3 separate regions of the Sus scrofa genome follow, and regions 1 and 3 are each linked to region 2. A link is a contact called in public HiChIP or PLAC-seq and promoter capture Hi-C data. All regions are on one chromosome and are shown on one strand. Each heading gives the region's core, a stretch centred on a gene start, on an enhancer-like site or on the middle of the called end of the contact. The rest is flanking DNA. Distances are from core to core; before and after follow the strand shown. Region 1 holds the start of DGUOK (deoxyguanosine kinase, mitochondrial). Region 2 holds the start of MOGS (mannosyl-oligosaccharide glucosidase). Region 3 holds the start of PRADC1 (protease-associated domain-containing protein 1).

What was found. Promoter capture Hi-C pulls out the DNA fragments that hold promoters and counts their contacts. HiChIP or PLAC-seq counts read pairs in DNA pulled down with a chosen protein or histone mark.
Region 1: a contact with region 2 is called in a promoter capture Hi-C map of fetal liver, with 2.3 times the contacts expected there. The contact joins the promoter of DGUOK here to the promoter of MOGS in region 2. A contact is called at or near these places in 1 of 5 promoter capture datasets (fetal liver) and 1 of 47 Hi-C or Micro-C datasets (heart right ventricle).
Region 3: a contact with region 2 is called in an H3K27ac HiChIP or PLAC-seq map of alveolar macrophages. The contact joins the promoter of PRADC1 here to the promoter of MOGS in region 2. A contact is called at or near these places in 1 of 5 promoter capture datasets (fetal liver), 1 of 47 Hi-C or Micro-C datasets (heart right ventricle) and 1 of 2 datasets of contacts at active chromatin or transcription factors (alveolar macrophages).

Annotation. Positions count from the first base shown.
Region 1 is chr3:69,090,035-69,092,734 of Sscrofa11.1, reverse strand. It overlaps DGUOK (deoxyguanosine kinase, mitochondrial), which reads left to right and starts at 1,369. Exons shown (of 6, transcript XM_021087369.1): 1 at 1,369-1,623.
Region 2 is chr3:68,576,846-68,579,545 of Sscrofa11.1, reverse strand. It overlaps MOGS (mannosyl-oligosaccharide glucosidase), which reads right to left and starts at 1,339. Exons shown (of 4, transcript XM_003124990.3): 1 at 830-1,339; 2 at 416-642. The coding sequence starts at 1,181.
Region 3 is chr3:69,545,555-69,548,254 of Sscrofa11.1, reverse strand. It overlaps PRADC1 (protease-associated domain-containing protein 1), which reads right to left and starts at 1,417. Exons shown (of 5, transcript XM_003125011.4): 1 at 511-1,417. The coding sequence starts at 745.

The DNA.
Region 1 (2,700 bases), core at 120-2,619, 510 kb before region 2:
GATCCAGCGTTGCCACAAGCTGTGGTGTAGATTGCAGCTCCAGCCCGGACTCAATTCCTGACCCCTGACCCAGGAACTTCCCTATGCCGTGGCTGTGGCTCAGAAAGAAAAAAAACAAAAAGGAAAGGAAAGGAAAGAAAGGTAAGCAGTATTCTTACACAGAAGTAGCTGTGGGAGTGGGAGTGGGGGATGGGATAGACTTTAGCTGCCTGCGACCCACCCAGGCTATCCTGAATAAAATGTACACTCTATTTTTAATTAGATTGTATGGGAATATAGTATACTAATGTCATTTCAGCCATCCCATATAAACATTAATATAGGAAAAAATTCCTGTGCCAGATTTGCAAACAGTTGTCCCAGTCACTGGCCCCGCCCTACTGATTCTGGCAAACAGAATGGTTTCCTAAAACCTCCCTCATCTAAGATTGCTGCCAGAATGCTGGTTTGCCTGTTGCCTCCCGGTTTGACTCTTGTGGAAGGTGGAGGCATCATTTGACAACATTTCATAAATCCTTAGTTCTAAAGTCGTTACATCCATGGGGTGTGGCAGGACAAAGCCTGTTAGGGCCTCATCCGGTGGCAGCAGCTCAGAATTGTCCCTGTCCTTCTGCAAAACACAATTCTCCACCGACTGCTGGATTCCAGTTTTATACATTTATGCATTAGAAAGTCTCTCTTTATCCTGGCTTTTCCCAAGCTTTTACAAATCCCATTCTGAATCCCCACCAGCCACCTCGCCTCCGCCATTGCTCACGCCCACAGAACCCAGTTTATCTGGTTTAAACGAGTTCCACACGCGTCCCTGAGCTTCCACCCTCTTTATCCTTACAGAATATTTGGCTACTATGCAAATTGATGGGGCAAAAGTTTGTTTATCCATTCAAGAAGCAAAATAAGAGGTGGGGTGTAGTTGATGAATTTAACGTATTCAAAAAGGTGCCAGCATTATGCCACGAATTAACAGGGCATGGGAAAACGTTAATTTGTGTAAATCTTCAGGTTGCATCTTCTTCCTACTGAAAACCGTCCAACTTCTTCCTGTGTCAGAATAAAAACCAGACAACGTGGGGGCGGGGGGTGGGGGAGTCGCTTAAAATTACAATTATTTTTGTCTTCAGTTGTGAAATTTATGTTACAGTGATACAAAAAGGCAAAGGCGCTGAGACCGTTAATTTATGTCTCTTTTTAAGTGCTATTTGTCCAGTGAACAAAAAAGAAGGTGCAAATCCTACAGCAGCACCTCTCATCAGCAATCTTCCCCGTTGCCTACATCAGGCGTCTTCCTTTTCGTTACACCCTCCCACGAACATCGCGAGAACAGAGCTTCCCTTTGGCCCCTCCCCTCCAGTCCTCTCAACCCCACCCACTTCCTGCCTGGCGATCGCCTGACGTAGAAGGCGCGCCGGAGTGCGTGTACTGCGCTACCGGGGGCGGAACGGCTCTCGGCGGAAGTGATCGCTGCGTGAATCGTGGGTGTGATGACCGCGCTTCGGCTCTATCTAAGGCTGCTGCGATCATCCTCCAAATCCATGGCTCAGAGCCCAGTCAAGGGCGGGCCCCCCTCCAGGGGTCTGCACGCGGGGCGCGGGCCCCGAAGGCTCTCCATCGAAGGCAACATTGGTAAGGGCCAGAAAGTAGCTGCCAAGCCTCGGCCTCCGCAGAGCAGGTGCTTGAGAGGCTGCAAAAGGGAGCTGGGCTTGCAACCCCCTCCCTCCCCGACTGATGTGGCCGGACTGAGCTGCCAGGCCTTTTCCCCTTAAGTGCACTCTGGGCCTTTGACTCTGATTTTTCAGGCGTCAAGCCTCAGTTCTCTCCCACAGAGACACGTTTATTGGGGCATAGAAGCCACGCAGTCCACAGATAGGACAAGAGTTAGCTTGTTTTGATAGAACAAAATAGAAATAAGGAGCAGGGTGCAAGTTCTTTTTTTTCCCCTAAGATAAGGTTGCTAGGAGTTCCCGTTGTGGCTCAGTTGTTAAGGAATCCGACTTGGAACCATGAGGTTGCGGGTTCAATCCCTGGCCTCGCTCAGTGGGTTGGGGATCCGGCGTTTTCATAAGCTGTGGTGTAGGTCGAAGACGCGGCTCGTATCCCGCGTTGCTGTGGCTCTGGTGTAGGCCGGCCGCTACCGCTCCGATTAGACCCCTAGCCTGGGAAACTCCGTATGCTGCAGGTGCGGCCCTAGAAAAGGCAAAAAAAAAAAAAAAGACAAATAATAATAATAGTAATAATAAGATTGCCAGATTTAGGGGAGAAAAAAAGAATGCCCATTGAAAATAGTGTTTCAGATAACGAATAATGTTTTAGTATGTGTCCCATGCAATATTTGGGACATACACTTAAAAAAAAAGAAAAGAAAAACTAAAATACAGATTTAACTGGGTGTCCTTATTTCACCTGGCAATCCAGTGAGAGACCCACTGGATCTTAAATAAAATGAAAGCAAAGCATTTCAATATAATGTTACTAAATTCTAACTTAAGACTTTTACCTATTAAGCTGCTAAGCCCTGAAAAGGGATTAGCAAGTGTAAAGTATTGAAGACATTCTAGCAGCATACTGAAAATTTCTCATTTTATGCATTCAAGAAATAGCCCTGTGAGCAATTTCTACAATCCCACAGTGGTTTTGTCCCTGAGGACACAGCAGTGAACAGAACAAATAAAAATCTCTGCTCTCAGGGAGCTCTAGTAGAGA
Region 2 (2,700 bases), core at 90-2,589:
GCCTTAGTAAGGGAAAGGGACACCAGGCAAAAGCAACCTAGTAAACAATGTAACATTTGGCAGTGTTGAGAGTCACTGAGGGTGAGCACCAGGGGGATGAGAGAAAGCTTTGCACAGGGTTCTCTGGGAAATAATAGTACTTTTGTGCCATGGACTATGCTGAAAACTCTGCATGTCATTTCCTTTAATTCTTACAATCCTGGGAGTTAGGTGCTGTTTTGGTTTCCATTTTACAGACAAGAAAACCAAGGCTTAGAGACAGTAACAAGAGATGGTCATACAGGCAACAGATTCAAACCAGGCAGCAGGACTCAGAGCCCCTGCTATTAACCCCCACTTTATCCCGTTTTTGCTGGCAGCAAAGGAAGGGTGGAGGGAGGCTGGGTTGGGGGAAGGGTGTCCTGCGGGCCCTGACCTGAGGCTCTACAGTCACTCTCCAGCTCCAGTCCCCTCCGTGCTGACCCCCAGGCCTCTTGACGAACTCAGTGGTGAGCCTTAAGGCCCCATCCTGGATGTGTTGCCGCCCGAAGGAGACACCGTCGTGGAACTCCCAGCCATAGGGACCCACGCCGTCCCCCTGCTCACACGTGTGCCTGAGCTTAGGGGTCCCTGGGGTGGTGCCTTGCTGCGCCCACATCAGTCCTGGGGGTAGAAGGGCCACGTAAGTCAAAGAGCATGCAGAGGACCTATCCCTCTGGGTCGCTGAGAACTCCAGGGTTATCCCTCTTCGTAAGTCTCCTGATCCGCTCCTCACCACCCTGGCTCTGGCGCGAAGCTGGGGCGCCCAGATTAAGTGCCCGCGTGCCTGCCCGCCCCAGGTCCAGGTTACCGGTGAGGAGGGGCTGCGGGCTGCGGGTCTTCATGCCGAAGTAGACGTGAGGGCGGTAGGTCCCCCAGAAGAGGTCCGGAGCTACAGAAGGGCTGGAAGAGTCGGGAGGCAGCGCCGGGGACGCGGAGTGCAGCGTGACCGCCCGCCGCACACGGTGCCAAGCCAGCAGCCAGGATCCCGACAGGCCCAGGACCAGAGATAGGACCAGGACCGCCAGAGCCACCCCCCGAACTGCGCCGCGGGCGCTGCCGCCTCGGCCATCCCGTCGCGCGGGGCCGCCTCGAGCCGCCCTCTCAGCGGTCCGCGCTCCGTCCGCCGGCGCCCCGCGGCGCCGCCTCTCGCCCCGAGCCATCCTGGCACGGAGGTCAGGGTCGAGGGCGCCCAGAGAAGCGGCAACGGAGCCGGGGTCCTGCCTCGCCTCCGCTCCCGCGCCGCGCCGGGCGACCACTGATCTGTCAGCGGCACCTGCCGGCCGGTGCCTCCCGCTCCGCTTCCTTCTCTCGCCGGAAGTCCCGCCCCGCCACGTCAGGCTGAGCCCCACAGCCCGGAACTGCCATCCCCGGAGTGGGCCCGCTGGGCCGCCTTCACTGATGGGCGATTATCTGGCGTTGTCATGGAGTTCACAGGCTAGTAGGAAAAACCAATCTCGCATTTCTTTTTTTTTTTCTTTTAATAACGACTGTATATTAAGAGCCTGAGACGCTATCCTGAGTGTTTTACATTTAACTGTTCCTACAAAAACAAAAACGAAACACCTTGGGAGTTTCCCTTATGGCTCAGTGGGTTAAGAACCTGGCATGAGAGGATGCGGGTTCGATCCTTGGCCTCAATCAGTGGGTTAAGCGTCTGGCGCCCAGTAGGTCCCAGATGCGTCTTGGATGGGTGTTGATGTGGCTGTGGTGTACCTCTGCAGCTGCAGCTCTGATTCAACCCCTAGCCTAGGAATTTACATCTGCCACAGTTGCAGCCTTAAAAACAAAACAAAAACATTTAACTGCTCCCCACATCACCCCTCTCAGGTGGCAGAAAACTGGCTTAGAAAGTTCAAGTGGAGTTCCCGTCGTGGCGCAGTGGTTAACGAATCCGACTAGGAACCATGAGATTGCGGGTTCAATCCCTGGCCTTGCTCAGTGGGTTAAGGATCCGGCGTTGCCTTGAGCTGTGGTGTAGGTTGCAGACACGGCTCTTGGATCCCGAGTTGCTGTGGCTCTGGCGTAGGCCGGTGACTACAGCTCTGATTCGACCCCTAGCCTGGGAAATATGCCGCAGGAAGTGGCCTTCGAAAAGGCAAAAAGACAAAAAAAAAAAAGTTCAAATAACTTGGCCCTGGCCACAGAGCTAGGAAGTGTTTAGCTTGGAGCTTAGCTATAACTGAATCAGGCTGCATCATATAGTCCACACCCATGCCTTCTTGCCTAATGGAGTGTTCCCAGGAAGAAGCCTAAGAACTGTTCCAGCAGTGTCTCTAAGCGTCCCTGTGACTTTAGATAGGTAGTATCTCCACACAGTCTAGAATTAATTATCTAGATGAACCCTAAAAGGACCATAGTGGTGATGCATGTACTTCCCACCCCCACCCCCTTTTCTACAATCCAGGAAGCAAAGGTAATTTTATATCCAGGTCAGGGAAGGCTGTAGGAAGTAGGTAGCAAGGAGGCAGCGTCTGCACCTCACACTGGCCAAGAAGTGTCAACATTACCTTTTTTTTTTTTTTTTTTTTGTCTTTTTGCCTTTTCTAGGGCTGCACCGGCAGCATGTGGAGGTTCCCAGGCTAGGGGTGTAATCAGAGCTGTAGCCACCGGCCTATGTCAGAGCCACAGCAACATGGGATCCGAGTGGAGCCTGCGACCTACACCACAGCTCACAGCAAT
Region 3 (2,700 bases), core at 168-2,667, 970 kb before region 2:
ACAGAACTCCCCCGCCTTCCCATACACATCTTTGCCTGGCCTTTGCATCTGCGATCCGTGTAAATTAAGTGTAGGTATACATATGTGCTCATGGATGTAGTGGCTATATGTTCATGTTCCCGTATAGATGCAAACAGGTAGGATATGTACCTATGTGCTTGTGTGTGAGCCAAAGTGTAGCAATGTGTGGTCCCGTTTATGTATATGAGTGCTCACATATTTCCAGCTTGTCCTTGTTCCTCGCCCCCTCAGCCACCTAATTCGGCGCTAGTGGGGGTAGGGGGAGTCTTGCTTCGACGTGGGAAGCTCAGAACTCAAAGCCCAGCCTCCAGCCGCGCCCAATTCGTGTCCCTGAGGACGAGTACCCACCAAATCGTGGCGCCTCTTTCTGAACCTACCCTGCCCAGAACTCGCGGGGTCCCCAAGGTGACCCGTGGCCCCCGGCCCGAGACGCGCTCATGTGGACTCCCAGCCCCGCCCCGATGCGCAGCCCCGCCCGTTGCCGCTCACCATGGGCCGCGACGCACGCGGGGAGCCAGAGCATGAGACAACACCAGCCCGCGGCGCCGGGGACCATCTCCAGGGCCCGGCCCGGCGCCCCGCTTCCTCCAGCCGCCCCTCCGCGCGTAGCTCGCTGGACTTTGGCCTGACAGCTGCTCTGGCCTCCCGCCCCCAGACCCGCTCTGGCTGCTGGTTGGCGGACTGGAACGAGGCCCACGGCTGATTGGCTCTGACGCCTGCTCATGTAGCCACATTTTCCGCCCCTGCGCCTTAGCCCACTTCCTATTGGTCGAGAGAAGTGGGGCCGAGGACTGATTGGTCCAAACTCTTAACTGCAACTGCCGGCCCCCGCCCCAGCCTGTCTCAGTTTGGATTCGATTCGGCAGCACCTTGCTGGCTGGTGGGTGGGTCGGCAGAACTGGAGGTGGCCGATCGCAGGACTGGCTTCAACCGCTGAAAGTCTCGGCCAATACTCCTCACGGTCGCTTTGCAAGATGAGGGTATACCTTCTTCCAGCTGTGCCTTCCTCCTTCCCATCCCCTCCTTGGAATGGCATTCCTGTAGCTCTCAAGTGGTCTCCGGTGACCCCTACTCTGATCTTATTGCCTAGTTCCACCAGCGCTTGCGTGCCCTGGCGACGTGGCCGGATGTACACGACCCTCGAGGAAGCTCTGACCAGTGCCGAGCCAGAATGCGAGCATAGGGGCTAGGTGTCCGCTCCTGTTTCTCTACCATTTACTATGCAGCTGTGACTCTGGACACCCTTCCTAACCTCTCGGCCTCAGTTCCCTCATCTGTAAAGTGGGCATGACAACAATACCAATAGGTTTGTGAGGATTAAATGAGATCACTCACATCAAATGTTTACTTGGCAAAAACTGTCCCTCAGTCAGCGTTCAATAAATGTTTGCCTTTATTTCATTCCTTGGCCTGGCTCCAGAGGGAGAAGGGGAATAGAATTAGAGTTAGTGGGTGACGGGGGCCGAGCAAGGACCCTACATACTCAAAAAGAATGACACTTTCGAAAGCCCGCGACCCTTGCATTACCAACACTTCCTGTAACAGCTCCGGCAGAGGACCAGCCTCTGGACCTTCTAGCCACGCCGACTCTGTGGTAGCGAACCATAGAGTGGCGGAAGTGGCCCATCCCCTTCCTCTCCCGGTCCAACTGCTTGGCGAAGGTTCTGGGGACTTCTTTGGCGCGGAGGATTGTGGGGTTGCTGGGCGGCCCGGGCGCGAAGCAGGGAAGAGGAGTAGCGGGCCACTGGATAAGCTTACAAGATGATGGTGAGTGGCGTCTCGCGCATCCGTCTCCATCCGTTGCCATCTGGTTGGTAGCTGGCGCCGCCCGGCAAAGGCCGGTCCCGCAGGACTTTCCTCTGCCTAATGACTCGGTCCTCGCCCCGACCCCTGTCTGTGGGTGACCCCGGCCCGCCGCGGCCTTGGTGGGCCCGGGCTCCGAGTAGGGCTCCTGGGCGAGGGCTGTGTGGCACTGGAGGAAAGGCTCTGATCGGGCCGGCTGGGGACTACAAGTCCCAGGGTGCTTCGGAACCCGCGAACCCGCGTTGGCAAGCTGGTTTTTGGACCCCCCCCCCCCCCCCGGAGTCACGACCCGGGTGAAACGACTGCGGATTGAGCGTGCATAACGCGGTCGACGGCCGGGCTTGGAACTTCTGGCTGCACTGGAAAATTCGAGTGTAAAGCCGGGTGCTCACTAGGACCGGCAGAGGCAGCATGGGGACCTTATGTTGAGCGGAACCCCGGATCTCAGCTATGCCTCCCTCCCTGCCAGCTGCTACCAAATGGAAACAGACCCTTTTGCTCGTACTTGAATTCATTCATTCACTTGTTCGTTAAGTAAAGTCATCTTTAGTGTCTACTGAATGTGCGGGGCTCCGCTGGTTGTTGCAGGTGCAACTCTTCAGCCAGAAGAATGGGTAGGGCAGATGGGCACCCTGCTTCAGACGTAGGAAGATCCGGCCTCTGACTCTGACCCTGTCTGCTACCCTAGATGTGACATTAGACAGCTTTCCTAGTTGGCCACCTAACTTTAGTTTTCGTTTTTCTTAAATTAGGGCGGTTAGTGAATCTGGGAGGCTCTCTGTACCCACCCCCCTTTCCATAGTATCCCTTTCTCCATCTCAGAGCTGCAGGTACCTTCCTTGGGTCCCAAACCTCGGTGGTCTCCGGAGTTGCTGT